Linked DNA regions of Rattus norvegicus: all the other regions are linked to region 3. A link is a contact called in public Hi-C data. All regions are on one chromosome and are shown on one strand. Each heading gives the region's core, a stretch centred on a gene start, on an enhancer-like site or on the middle of the called end of the contact. The rest is flanking DNA. Distances are from core to core; before and after follow the strand shown. Region 1 has its middle 15 kb from the start of Gsta4. Region 2 holds the start of Fbxo9 (f-box protein 9). Region 3 has its middle 7.6 kb from the start of Ooep.

The links. A called contact is a pair of places that touch in the nucleus more often than the background predicts.
Region 1: a contact with region 3 is called in a Hi-C map of liver, with 6 times the contacts expected there. The contact joins two enhancer-like sites. A contact is called at or near these places in 6 of 12 Hi-C or Micro-C datasets (the A7r5 cell line, Schwann cells, kidney and 2 more) and 1 of 1 datasets of contacts at active chromatin or transcription factors (oligodendrocytes).
Region 2: a Hi-C map of liver shows a contact between it and region 3, with 3 times the contacts expected there. The contact joins the promoter of Fbxo9 here to the enhancer-like site in region 3. A contact is called at or near these places in 3 of 12 Hi-C or Micro-C datasets (kidney and liver).

Annotation. Positions count from the first base shown.
Region 1 is chr8:87,930,171-87,934,652 of GRCr8, reverse strand. No RefSeq gene overlaps it. Among named protein-coding and RNA genes, the nearest start is that of Gsta4, 15 kb to the left of the region's middle. Within about 2 kb of position 2,657, at least 91 of the 93 cell types and tissues checked have an H3K27ac peak or open chromatin away from gene starts, as enhancers often do. A contact at or near this core is called in liver, where this site is marked.
Region 2 is chr8:87,861,626-87,866,310 of GRCr8, reverse strand. It overlaps Fbxo9 (f-box protein 9), which reads left to right and starts at 2,371. Exons shown (of 13, transcript NM_001011998.1): 1 at 2,371-2,713. The coding sequence starts at 2,711.
Region 3 is chr8:88,110,422-88,114,490 of GRCr8, reverse strand. No RefSeq gene overlaps it. Among named protein-coding and RNA genes, the nearest start is that of Ooep, 7.6 kb to the right of the region's middle. Within about 2 kb of position 1,795, at least 3 of the 93 cell types and tissues checked have an H3K27ac peak or open chromatin away from gene starts, as enhancers often do. A contact at or near this core is called in liver, where this site is marked.

The DNA.
Region 1 (4,482 bases), core at 1,408-3,907, 180 kb after region 3:
TTTTATCAGTGCACTCCTGGGAGTCGAGACCCAGTCTGAGTCACTGGGACACAAGAGTGTTTGATGTTTCTTTCCCCACTTCACAAAGTCCTTATAGAAAAGATGCCATGGCACCAATGACATCAAAAGACAGGGAAACAAGCAGGCCCCATTCCAGTTCTTAACTTTGTTTGAGAAAGGTTTTTCAAAACAAAAGTTTGTTTGTTTCTCTGTGTAGCTAGTCCTGGCTGTCCAGGGACTAGTGCTTGGCTTTTTCTCTTAGCTTTTATACCATGGTTAGAGGGTGTTTGCTAAAAAGGCCTTTCCATATCCTCTTGTTATTTATTTTATACTTATTTTTGTTTTCAAGGCAGGGTTTCTCTGTGTAGCTCTGGCTGTCCTGGAATTCATTATGTAGACCAAACTAGCCTTGAATTCAAAGAACTCAGAGATCCACCTGCCTCTCCTTCTCCCTCCAGAGTTTTGGGATTAAAGTCACGAGTCACCACCATCTGGCTCCTCTTGTTTTGAAATGAAACTACAAAAATTCCTTATAGCTCATGAAAAAAGAAAGATAAATTTAGGACAGATCAAACAGTATGAAAAAGGGAATGGACAAAGAGTGGGAATCCACAGTCCTCTCAGTTTGGTTGTATCACACTTTAGGATTCTGAGCAACTTTCTGGCCATTTTAACTCTGCATTCCTTCTTGCTTGTAGGGCTTTAGGACATGGTTTTTCAAATATTCAGTGTTTGCCCTACCACATAAATATCAGTTTTTAAAAAACAACCAGCCCTGGGCACATTTGTTTCCCTGTCACATTCACCCTTGTGCAACTGCTCTTTTGACTCCAGAAATTCTCCATGAAATTAAATAACTTAGTGTGTGTGTGTGTGTGTGTGTGTGTGTGTGTGTGTGTGTAATTCTCCAAGAAGGTAAATGTCATTACAGATGAGAGATTGGAAATACAAAGTTAAGCTGCCTGGAGAAGCAAGAGAGAAAGAACCCAGTAGCACCCACATCTTGGTTTCCAAATAATACAGCCCAGGAAAAAGAAGCAGGGCTCCTGCGAGCAAAGGCCGACTTCATGCTCTGTGATGAGCAGAGAGGAAGTGCTCAAGGGAGGAAGGATGGTAAAGGCCATCCTTTGATGAGGTTCCCTAGCCAAATTTGGGATGATCTGAGCAAAAACAAAACCCCAATATTAGATACAAATAATAATGATGAGGACAAAGGGGGAAATAAAAGCTGGTTGCAGAAGCATTAGAGCCAAGCGATGAAAAGTCAGTGCTACTGAAAAATAAAATTACAGAACTGCCAGTTCTAATAACTCATTTTGATAAGGATCATAATGGGTGCTGAAATGCTGAAGAAGTGTTGGGATATCTCCACGGACTAGCTAATTATTATGAAGAGGAACTATATATTTATAATGGAAAAGCACAATGTACAGCTACCTAATCCTTAGCCTTTGTCTTCCAAGGAGCACAATTGGATGTCCTGTTCTTCCTGCTGTGACACTGAGAAAGGCAAAGTAACACCTGTTAAACAAGAACAACCAACAGATGAAAAACCCAACACAAAGTTTCCCCAATCACAAGGTAGAAATAGGGCATAACCAAGATGTGGGATCCTCTGTGGGATAATGGCCTGGACTCAAGAGCCAGGGACAAGGTGGGGAGGCAGGAAGTATTCCCAGAGAATCTTCATTGATAGCCTCAATAATGTCAAGGGGTTGGAGCAAGGGAAAGGCTGAGAAACTGTCACAGCCTTGGGGAAATTGAGGAAACATGACAAGATACACTACAGGATCCCGGACCCTGTAAGAGGTAAGAGGACCTTAGTGGAGACACTGAAATCATAATAAAGTCTGCTGCCCATTAACTCATGGACCAGGAACTCTTTTCTTCTCAGTTTAGCATGGTTATGTAAGATGTTAGCACCAGGGAGGGTTGAGGGCTCTGTGGTTCAACTTCGCGACATTTTTACAAATCTAAAGTTATTCTAAATGTAACGTTTACAGACCTTGTTTAGAGCAGCACCTAGACACATTATTAAAATCTCTTCGGGAGACAGACTACTTTGAGGATAAAGCCTTGCAGATTTTGGTAGATGTGATAATTCTTACCAGTTGGAAATAAATACCAAAGTGTGGTACTCCCAAATGAAACAAAGCAAGAAGAGGAGGCAGGAGACAAAACACGTAGGATCACCATAAAGCTGCACACATCAGGGTAAGAGCTGCACACACAGACTTATGCAATGTTTTGTTTGCTTGTATCTGAAAATCCCCATACGAAGCTAAAAGAATAGAAAAGCAAAACAAAAAAAAAAATGCACACGCAGGCCAGGAAACAGGGCTTCCAGCTGGGCGACACAGGAACAGAAAACTCACCTAAAGGGTATTTAATTAATAAAACTGGCAAAATGTACATTATTTCTCTTGGTCCTTATTAACTGTAATTCCTCTGCCATGGAATTACACAGAAACCAAGGGTAACTTAAAAGGGGAAAGAATTCCATTAATAACATCCTAGTTACAAAGAAAAGTCCCTGACAGGAAGGATCTTCTGGCTGAATGGGACCTGCTGTGACGTGGGTAGAAGACCCATTGTCTGGCAAATCTGTGAAGATACAGTAGATTGGATACTTCAACTCCAGCGGTAGTTAATGCCCATCTCACGGACTCCATGCGACCTCTACCGTTAGGACAGTGGAGCTTGTGCCTCGATGTCAGGTGGATTTCAGCCTTTCTGGAAAACAAATTTTACCAAGCCAAACCAAAATTCAAACAAACAAACAAGCAACCACAAAAGAACGCAGTACAGAACGGCGAGGCTAGGCTCTACCCTCATCCCAGTTTTCTGGACACAACTGAATGCTGAGGATTTGGGAGGAGTGTTTTCTTTTCTTTTCTTTCTTTTTTTTTTTTTTTTTTTTTTTTTTTTTTGTTGAGTTTTCCCTCGCCCAACATGCCACCATTTTAACACGTAAAAGAAAGTATAAATCCCTTAGCCTTGGTTTTCATGGTGTGTTTTATATTCCGGATCCAGGGAAGCTGGGGCCATTCATTGTAAAGGTATTTTCCTAGCAGTGCACCTTGTGTTGTTCTTGGGCCTTGAGAAACTCAGGAGTTTCCAAATTTAGCTAGAAGGGGCGCCGGAAGCCAACCGAGGGCCGCGGGACCGGGCGCATCACATTCTTCTAAAGTATTAGCTTTTTACTTGCTTCTGTGTGTCACTTCGGCCACGGGATGGAGACGTGACACAGACAACTACGGCCCCACAGAAGGCCACGAGAGGCTCGTGAGGCCGCAGATGCTCTGTGTCTACCCTCCGCCGTCCGGCTCGCCTTGGCAGAGGTGGCAACACACACCGAAGGCGAAGAACCCACCTCCAACCGGAACGCGTTGAACGCGGGTGCCTAGGGCCGGAGCGGAATCAGGCGGTGGAACGGACGTAGCTAGAGGGGGCCGGGCTTCGGAGGGTTCAACCAATCCAGACTGTTTTATTTTGCATAGTTCCAGAGCATTCTGGTTAACAGGAAAAAGCCTAAATTTAAGTATTTTTAACTTAAAATTAGCACAAAGGAGCATAAAATGGGTGATTTAACATCGAGAAAAGATTTAGGATTCTTTTTTAATCATAAAATACATGGGCAGCACGGAAAGTTCGGCACGGAAAGTCACCACATGTGGAAAATTACTAGTCTCCATGGCCTTATATACTTAGCGGCTGCCTCTCCTACCTCGGATGTGAGGGCGATCTGGCTGCGACATCTGTCACCCCATTGATCGCCAGGGTTGATTCGGCTGATCTGGCTGGCTAGGCGGGTGTCCCCTTCCTCCCTCACCGCTCCATGTGCGTCCCTCCCGAAGCTGCGCGCTCGGTCGAAGAGGACGACCTTCCCCGAATAGAGGAGGACCGGTCTTCGGTCAAGGGTATACGAGTAGCTGCGCTCCCCTGCTAGAACCTCCAAACAAGCTCTCAAGGTCCATTGTAGGAGAACGTAGGGTAGTCAAGCTTCCAAGACTCCAGACACATCCAAATGAGGCGCTGCATGTGGCAGTCTGCCTTTCTTTTGTATGTAATTCCATGAATTCTGAATTCTCGTTTTATTTCTACTTTTTAGCCGCTAATTAATTCCCGTTTTATTTCTACTTTTAGCTGCTTTTTTCCAAATTAAAAAAAGTTAAAATTGTGTTCAAATAGATATGCAAATATATAAAAATACGTTTATAATATAAATATAATTTAATATAATATAAATACAAGTAGAAATGAATGTTTAAAAATGTGTGTGAATATGAGTGTAGGGGAAGGTTCCCCACTTTTTTCTTTTTAATTTATTTAGTTGTTTGTTTAGATAGGGTTTCTCTGTGTGGCCCTGGCTGTTCTGGGACTTTCTCACTGTAGGTCAGGTTAGCCTTGTTCTGCCTGCCTCTGTCTCCCAAATGCTGGAAATAAGGGTATGAGCCACTACCCATCCCCGCTTAAATTTAT
Region 2 (4,685 bases), core at 1,122-3,621, 250 kb after region 3:
CTTAACCATTCAACCCTTTCAATGAAATTGACTAGTTCTAAAACTGTGTAAAATCATTCTTCATCTGAAAACTGATGTTTACGACTCATTTTTGTTTTATGTGCATTGGTGGTTTAACTGCATGTAACTCAAGTGGCATGAAAGTTATAGGGAAAATCAACTGCTTTCTGATTGGCTCTGAGACCTGCTCTAACCTTGTCCAAAGTCCATGACCCTATCTATAGAGGAAATATGATATAGGCCCCATGTAGGAAGCCCATGACTGCCGTTTTATTAAGGATGTTGTTAAACTGCTTTCTAAGTCTCTGTTTATACGGGAGATTAGTGCTGTTTTCAACCTTCATCAGAGAAGCTTCCTCTACAGTGGGCAGCAGTTCATGTAGAGTCATAACTGGTCAAAAGGATGGTGTCTAGGGGCGGAGGAACGGGTTCTTATTCTTGGCTGATTAAAGAATTAAGACACAGGGAGCTGGAGAGATGGCTTGGCTGTCAAGAACACTTAAGTGCTCTTGCAGGGGTTCCAGGTAAGGTTCCCAGAATCTATGTGAAATGGCTCACAATCACCTGTGACTCCGGTTGCAGGTGATCCAATGCCTTCTGGCCGTTTTGGGTACACTCGCACTCACGGTGGCACATACACTTACACAGGTGTACACACACAGAAATAAACGTAAGTCTTTTAAGGAGAGGAATTAAAAGGCAGATAAGAAATCTCGGGGAGTCTATGTAGAGCCATCATACGATTCTGAAGAAACACAAGCCTCCTCCTGGGGTTCTAAGTCTCATTAATAAAAGAATTTAAACTTGGACACAAATGGAATCTCAAGAACTAGGAAAACTCTAGGACTGGAGAGTGGGAAAACCGGAAACTGCCAGGAAGAAGATAGAGGCAAAGGAGCAGGCATGGAACAGGACCAGAAGGGTAACTTCAGAGAACAAAGAAGCTCAAAGCATTAGTTAGGGAGTGTAAAAGTATTCTTGGGCTCTAGCTAGAAAATATTTACCTGGGTCTGCCTGAACACATCATGGTGGCTTCTAGGGAATGCCACCCTAAATTCTGGGAAGGAAAATTACATTATCATAAACTGATTCCTAGGGTGATCCCATAGCCAAGTTCCTGATCTATCCACACTAGATTCATCTATAAGGGAGGAGACAACACAGTCTCCACTAGCGGTGGAGTCCATTATTTACAAAACCAGCGGAGGACAGGTTCCTGAGTGCTCAGCCCTAAATGGGACATCTATATCCACGTCCCAGTCCCTAGCTCCGGGAACATTAAAGAAGTCGGGGTGGAGAGAATGTAAGAGCCCAAGGGTGGGAAAGAGTGCTCTGAGAGGCTGTCTTCTGGGCATGTCGCGACAGGTGTATTCATCAAACCATTGCAATTATGATTATTTCTACAAAATCAAGCCCAAAAGTTGAGGTAATATTCCAGCATTAACTGAACTCGGTGGGTTACAAACTAAATAAACAACATACACAGGATTTGCAATTTCTTACTGTAATCAAGTTGTACCCCTTCCCTTTTACCTCCATGTCTTTGCCGAAGACGTACTTCATTTCTGAGCTCCAGAATAAAGTAGCACAATAAAATTGTAAATTCTGTTTAGTCGGGTGAATGTAGCTTCCTGGTTGTTACATTCTAACACTTAACAGAAACTCAATAAATGTTGTCTAAATGTCAGAGGCTGGGAAGCCCGTAAGTTTTGCTAGCATATGCCTGCAGGTGAAAAAGTTCTAAAATGTGCAACCCAAGTGTCTTCTATTGACGTGGAATCGGATGTTTGGACTGTAAGAAGTGGCACCGGGTTGGGGGTGGGTGGGTGTTAAGTTCCGGCCGAACGTGGAACAGTCGACTACAGATCCCAGAGTGCCTTGTAGAGTCGTCCCCTTCTGGAGTCGGGTTTCAGGCCTTGGAAAGGCACGTCCTTCCCCCGTTGTATTGTGGGATATGTAGTTCGACGTGATTTGCGTTGGCTGTTACCACTCTCCGGCTGCACACATGAACGTACGTTTTCTTCCGTCCAGAGACTGTGGGGTGCAATGATTGTTGAGTTTTCGCTCTCTCTTCTCATTCTGACAGGGCACCCAATGTCCAGAGCGCCTATAGTACTATTTCCTAGTGTCCAATTAGGATGGATTCAGGGGCTCTATTCCAAATTCAGGTTCAAACATTTTAAGCTAACATCTGCTCCTTCCTGCCTGGGTGTTCTAAGCATCAAATAAGAGGGTTGAGTGAGGCAGGTCAGCTTAGTTACGCCGACCGCCGACCGCCGCACACAGTAGGCCCATCGCCCTAGCCCGCGACCGGTGGCTGCTAGCCAAGCAGGCGGCTGCAGTGCGCATGCGTGGCGCGGCGGCGCAGTTTCCGCAGCAGAGCCGGCAGCTCCGCCGCTGCGTCCAGACGTCTCCTGCTGGGCCGACGCTCGGGTCTTCCCTCCGTGCTCGGCCTCCGCGGACGACCGGCGACCCCTCCGCAGCTCGAGTCCCAGGCCGCCGCAGCGCGCCTGCCTCCGGCCCCCTGTCCCGCGAAGATGGCTGCCGTACGCCGGGCCCGCAGTTACTGCCGCTGCCTGGTGCGCTTCTCCGACCGAGAACTCTGCTAAGCCGCGCTGCAGCAGACGGGCAGGAGTAGACACCGGGCAGCAGCCACCCCTCCGGGAGCCGGGCGCGGGGAGCCCCTCGACTGGGCCGGCCGCCCGCCAGCATGGTAACCGGGGAGGGAGGGCAGCGAGGGCCGGGCAATGGGAGCGGGAGATGGCCCCAGGTGAGGACAGGGTTTGACGGACAGCGGAGGAAAGGCCCGCTTCGGTCGCTCAAGACTGCCCGAGCTGAGAGTCGTGTCTCAGGTGAGCTGTCTTGGCTTCTGCACGAGGGAGGTGGCCCTGGCAAGCGGAGACACTTGTTGATTGCTCCTGTTCTGGCAGCCCGGCCCATGGATGATTTCAGGAGTTTGGGACGCACGCCCCCCGAGGCGTCAGTGACCCGGGTAGGATGTTGGCAGGCAGTCCTGGCAAACTGGGTTTGAAGGGACTCCTGCCTAGTTTCGTGATAGGGCCTAAGCCAGTGCGGACGGAGAGACTGCGCTAAGCTCCATGTGTGACAGCTCGTGTCTCACGGGACTGTTGCATGGAATGTATAGTCTCTGCAATGACTTAAGAAACTAATCTCCCGCTAGGGCTGAATGATTTAAGAATGAAAGATACCAGACTGACTGGGAGAACACTCAAGTAGCTATTTTTTTTTTTTTACGTGAATTGACTGAAACGGTATATTTTATGCAACTAGTCTGGTGCACAGAAAACACACTAATTTGATTATTCTTCTAAACTTTCAAAAGTAGTCCTCTGACCAGGATTATGTCCTTAACCATTATGTTCAGTTAATCTCATCTGTGAAGAAACTAGCCCACTAAACTATACGAAAGATTAACTAAATTCCTGCTTATTTCAAGTGGGATTGAAATCGATCAAATGTAGTAAAATCCCAGTTCTTACTGTCAAAATCGAGGTTAACAGTGGATTCTGTTCTGAGATAGGCATTCTGTATTCAACTAGTTATTTTTGAGCCTCTTATGAGCCTGGCATGGTGTGGATTTTCATACAGTACCAGATTTTCAGTGTTACCAAACCTATAAACTGTGATCCGTGATAAACTTTTAATCACAAATGACACATCTGAAAAGATGACCCAGAAATCACTAATTCTCTTTACGGATCAATCCCTCTCTTCTTAAATTAATGTTTTAAAGTGTGTGTGCTAGATAGCTTTATGTCAGCTCAGCACAGGCTAGAGTCATTTGAGAGGAAGGAAACTCAATTGAGAAAGTACCTCTGAAAAGTCAGGCAAGCCCGTAGGACATTTTCCTAGTGACTTATGGGGAAGGGTCCAGCCCTTTGTGGATGGTGCCATCCCTTGGCAGGTGGTCCTGGGTTCTATGAGAAAGTTGGCAGAAGAAGCCATGCAGGAACAAGTCAGTAAGCAGCACCCCTCCATGGCCTTTGCATCAGCTCCTCCCTCCAGAATCCTGCCCTGTTTGAGTTCCTGACCTGACTTCCACCATCGATGAACAGTGATGTAGAAATGTAAGCCAAATAAACCAAGTCCTCCCCAAGTTGCTTTTGGTCATGGTGTTTCATCACAGCAATTGTGACCCTAACTAAGACACCAGGCCAGGTATATGTGCAGGTGCCCAAGAGGCCAAAAGAGAATTCCAATCCCTTGTGCTATTATGTGCTGCTGGACATGGACGCTGGGAACCAAACTCAGGTCCCCTGAAAGACTGTCCAGCCCTCGACTGCTGAACCATCTCTCCAGCTCACAGATGTCTCTCCAAAGAAAAGGAGATCAGAGTATAATGGCTCACACTCAAATTCCTCCTAGCACTCAAGAGTCTGAGGCAGGAAAATCACTATAAATTCAAAGCCAGCCTGGGCTACACAGAGACTTTACCAAGAATCATGTGGTGCGTTTGGTCCTAAAGGTTCCAACTGTGACCAAGGTGTGTTCTCTGCCTTCAGTGTACTTTTTCTACTGAGGGAGACAGTACAAATATGAATGTATTTGTAAGGTAGCACAAAAGACAGCTGGAAAATGCTGCTGACTTGAACCCTTATGTGAATGGAAGGTAAGCGGCTAAGCGAGAAAGATGCAGTCCAGGTCCAGAAGAATAAGCAGCACAT
Region 3 (4,069 bases), core at 546-3,045:
CTTTGGCTATAGGCTGTACCTTGTAAACAGATAACATGCAGTACTCCCATAGGCTTGTATACATCTAGGCATGTACATATTCGAACTCTTCTTGTGCGGTGACGAATGACCCCACAAATCAGTGTTGAGTACAGGTTAACAGTTTAGTGCTCACCGAGGACATAGGTGTGTGTTCCCACATGAGCTAGGGTATATTCATGTCTGCATCTCTTAATCTATCCAAGGGATGCATATAGTCCTCAGAAGACAGCATGTGTCTGTGCCACTGATAAGTGATGTAATGAACGGGAAGGATGCTGGGTAAATGCTCAGGAAGGCTAGCTATTGCTACACTGTCTTGCCATCCATCTCACAGCTTATCATGAGTCGCAGGCTCAGTAAAGCCACGAATTCCAAATTCTCAGGCCATTGTTCTTCTATGGCACCTGTCTGTTTGACCCGCAAGCAACCATTTTAATGCCACTCTGTGAGCCGAGCATTTTTTTTTTAATTAACTTAAGTATTTCTTATTTACATTTCGAATGTTATTCCCTTTCCCGGTTTCCGGGCAAACATTCCCCCTAATCCCCCCCCCCCCCCCCGTCCCCTTCTTTATGGGTGTTCCCCTCCCCACCCTCCCCCCATTGCCGCCCTCCCCCCAACAATATAGTTCACTGGGGGTTCAGTCTTAGCAGGACCAAGGGCTTCCCCTTCCACTGGTGCTCTTACTAGGATATTCATTGCTACCTATGAGGTCAGAGTCTAGGGTCAGTCCATGTATAGTCTTTAGGTAGTTAAGCCGAGCATTTTTATACATCATTTTAACGACATTTGATGTTAACAACCATTTAAACATCACTCAGACCCTTGTTTGGACACAGTCATATGAAAGTTTAAACATGGTGCCTGTGTTGGCTTGAGTGCATACTCAAAAATTACTCCTAAGGTAAGACCAGCATTGTTCTGTAGAAATGTACTACGATGCTCAGTAGACACTAGTTTGCATGAGGTAGATCCAGATGGTGAATCAGCCTTATGTATTAAGATGTTTAGTAACTTGAGACCTGTGAAAAGTCACCATATGTCATGATGAAGTCATCTGTACTATGAGGGCCTTTATATGTTGCCTTTGGACAAGTCATAAGGAAACCCATAGCTCGCCTTTGTGACAAATCTCTAAAGTAGAGTCAGGAAAACTAAACCACATAACACAACCAAGACAATTAGGGGTTCTCAGACCTGTTCAAAGCTCCAAGTCTATATGCAGATAAACACCATTATATCTCTGTACAGTTTTTATTGGTCATCTTATAATACATTGTTTAGTTATTGTTGAATGTAAATAACAAATCAAAGTTGGGTGTGGTGGCACATGCCTTTGATATCAGCACTTGGGAAGCAGAGACAGGCAGATCTCTGTGAGTTCAAGGCCAATCTGCTGTACAGAGCAAGCTCCAGGACAGCCAAGGCTACACAGGGAAATCTTATCTCAAAAAAAAAAAAAAGAAAAAAAATCACAAAATTTTATACACACACACACACACACACACACACACACACATATATACAATTTCTATGATCCTTTTTTCATCAACCTCTACTATTTTGCATAATAAGATACTTTCTCAAAAATCAAACAAAAACAAAACATGGTAATAAAGAGAAACAGGAAAGGTTCAGAGAACAGTGACAGAGTTCAGGTTAGCCCCGTGGCTTGGGGTAAACATTGATTGTCCTTTTTTTTTTCTCCATGAGACAGAGTTTCTCCCTGTAACTCTGGCTGACCTGGAACTCACTTATGTAGACCAGTCTAGCTTCGAACTCAGAGGTCAGCCAGCCTTAGCCTCCCGAGTGCTGGGATGAAAGGTCACCACTCCCAGCCACTGGTGTTTTTTATGTTCTTTTGCTGTCGTTCTTTATTCATATTCCTACTTAATTTGCATGAACAGCGACTCTTTACAAATACATGTGGCTCTTACAGAGAGAACTCTTTGGTCATAGTGTCTGGAATGTAATATATGACTTTTTTAATAAAAAAATCTTTTTATTACAAAAAAGAAATAGAGGGTTGATAAGTAGATGTTAAGTTTCAAAAGTAAAATACCTTGTGAAAGCAGTAAACACAAAAGTTATAACATAAACCAACATTATGCTGCATATAACATTAAGAGCAAATATGTAAACAAGCTATTTGAAAGTTATTAATCAGAAGAGTAGAAGGGACCAGGCTCAGTGACTACTATAGCCATACCACGGTTTGTAGAGCAACTCCCCATACCCCAGTCCTATTCCAACAAACGCACAGGTCTGACTGCGATGGTCAGTGCTCACTGTGAGAAGTCTCGAAAGTGCACTGGCAGTCGGCACTGTGGCAGCAATATAGAGAATCACACTGAAAGACCCCCGGAGAGGACCTTTCCCTCAGGAGGAGTCCCAAGCGCCCAATGACCGAACCTAGTCCACTCGGATGCGATCAGCAAGAGGGTTTATTGGAAAACACAGGTACTTGCGGGCACACAGTCTCTTCGGAGGACTGCGCGCCCAGCAGCTCCAGCATGGGGCTTTTATAGGGATTGGGGAAGCAGAAGCGGGTGTACAGAAGCAGATGCATAGTTACGGGGATTGGTGGATTCAAACGAGGCACATAGACATGTTCACATATGATTGGCTATTTCACATGATGAGGTAATAAGGTATAGCTACACACATTGGCAGGTTTGGGGCGTCCTGGATGTCGGGGGCTGGGGGCTTATCTCTTCCTGCCAGGTGGCCTGTGAGTCAGATCCAGTACTCTGGTCTGTTCTGCATTCCTTTCCTTTTATGGTCTGTTAGTTCTAGCGGCAGGGCGGGGCTGCCTGGACTTGCTTTTCACAGTGTTTAGTCCTGAGGTTGTGAATTTTGAAACATACTCTTTTAACTTCATAATTTTAAACCTTAAATCTGTATAATTTTCCTTTCAACACAACCATGGCGGCAGATTGTCCCACATGGAGAATTTACAATCCATACTGAGATATCTGACTGCTGCTAGCTAGGTAGGCGTGCTTATTCAAGTTCAGTACCACCCATAAGAATAGGCGACTTCTGTTGATATTACATATATGTTTTATGTATATAATATTACATAGATGATATTCTTCCCTAAAAGTATTAAACCAGCATGGGGCGGTGGTGCATGCCTTTAATCCCAGCACTCAGGAGGCAGAGGCAGAGGCAGAGTCAGAGAGGGAGAGAGGCAGAGAGGCAGAGAGGCAGAGAGGCAGAGAGAGGCAGAGAGAGGCAGAGAGGCAGAGAGGCAGAGGGAGGCAGGTAAGCCTCTTTGAGTTTGAGGTCAGCCTGGTCTACAAAGTGAGTCTGGGACAGCCAGGGCTATCCTGAGAAACTCTGTGTTGAAGAAGAAACACTCCCCACTCCCCCCCCCCAAAAAAGGATATTAAACTACTAAAATGGGGAGGAGGGTGAAGGTTGATTTATTTTTATTTTGGATGTTGTCTTTGCACTCTGTGGGTACAATTGATGTCTGCAGGGGATCCCCAGCCTTCCAAACACGCACGTTTTATTTCACTTGCTTGGGTTAGAATGGAATTATGTATCTCAATGTCTTGTCCTCACTGAGGAACTTTTCACTCACTGTGTACTCAAATGACACAAAAAATACTTTTCTAAGAATATTCTTCTGGCCGTAAGCACATCATTTTTATGTTGCTCAATATAGAATTTCAAATAACTTTCAATGTGTGGAGTGAGGTGTGTATTCTAGCCATCCAGACCCAAGACTATATGTATTCCACATATATTTTATGATCTGCTCGTGAAAAGAGGTCTGAAAAGAATGCAAATGATTTCCAGTAAATGAAAGAAGTGGGAAAATCACTGGGTGTGTGTACCTTGCTTGAGTCAAAAATGGTGCTGTTTGAAGTATGTATGGAATTAACACTCATTGGGGCGTCTCTCTAAGAAATGGATGTACTCTGCACAACCATGTGGTAAGAACTTTGGGAATGCACACAGAAGAAATAGTGGCAGCCGGAGTTTTCCAGCTCTGAAATGCTTGTCACTAAGGTTCTTTATGGAATTTCAAGTTGAAGAG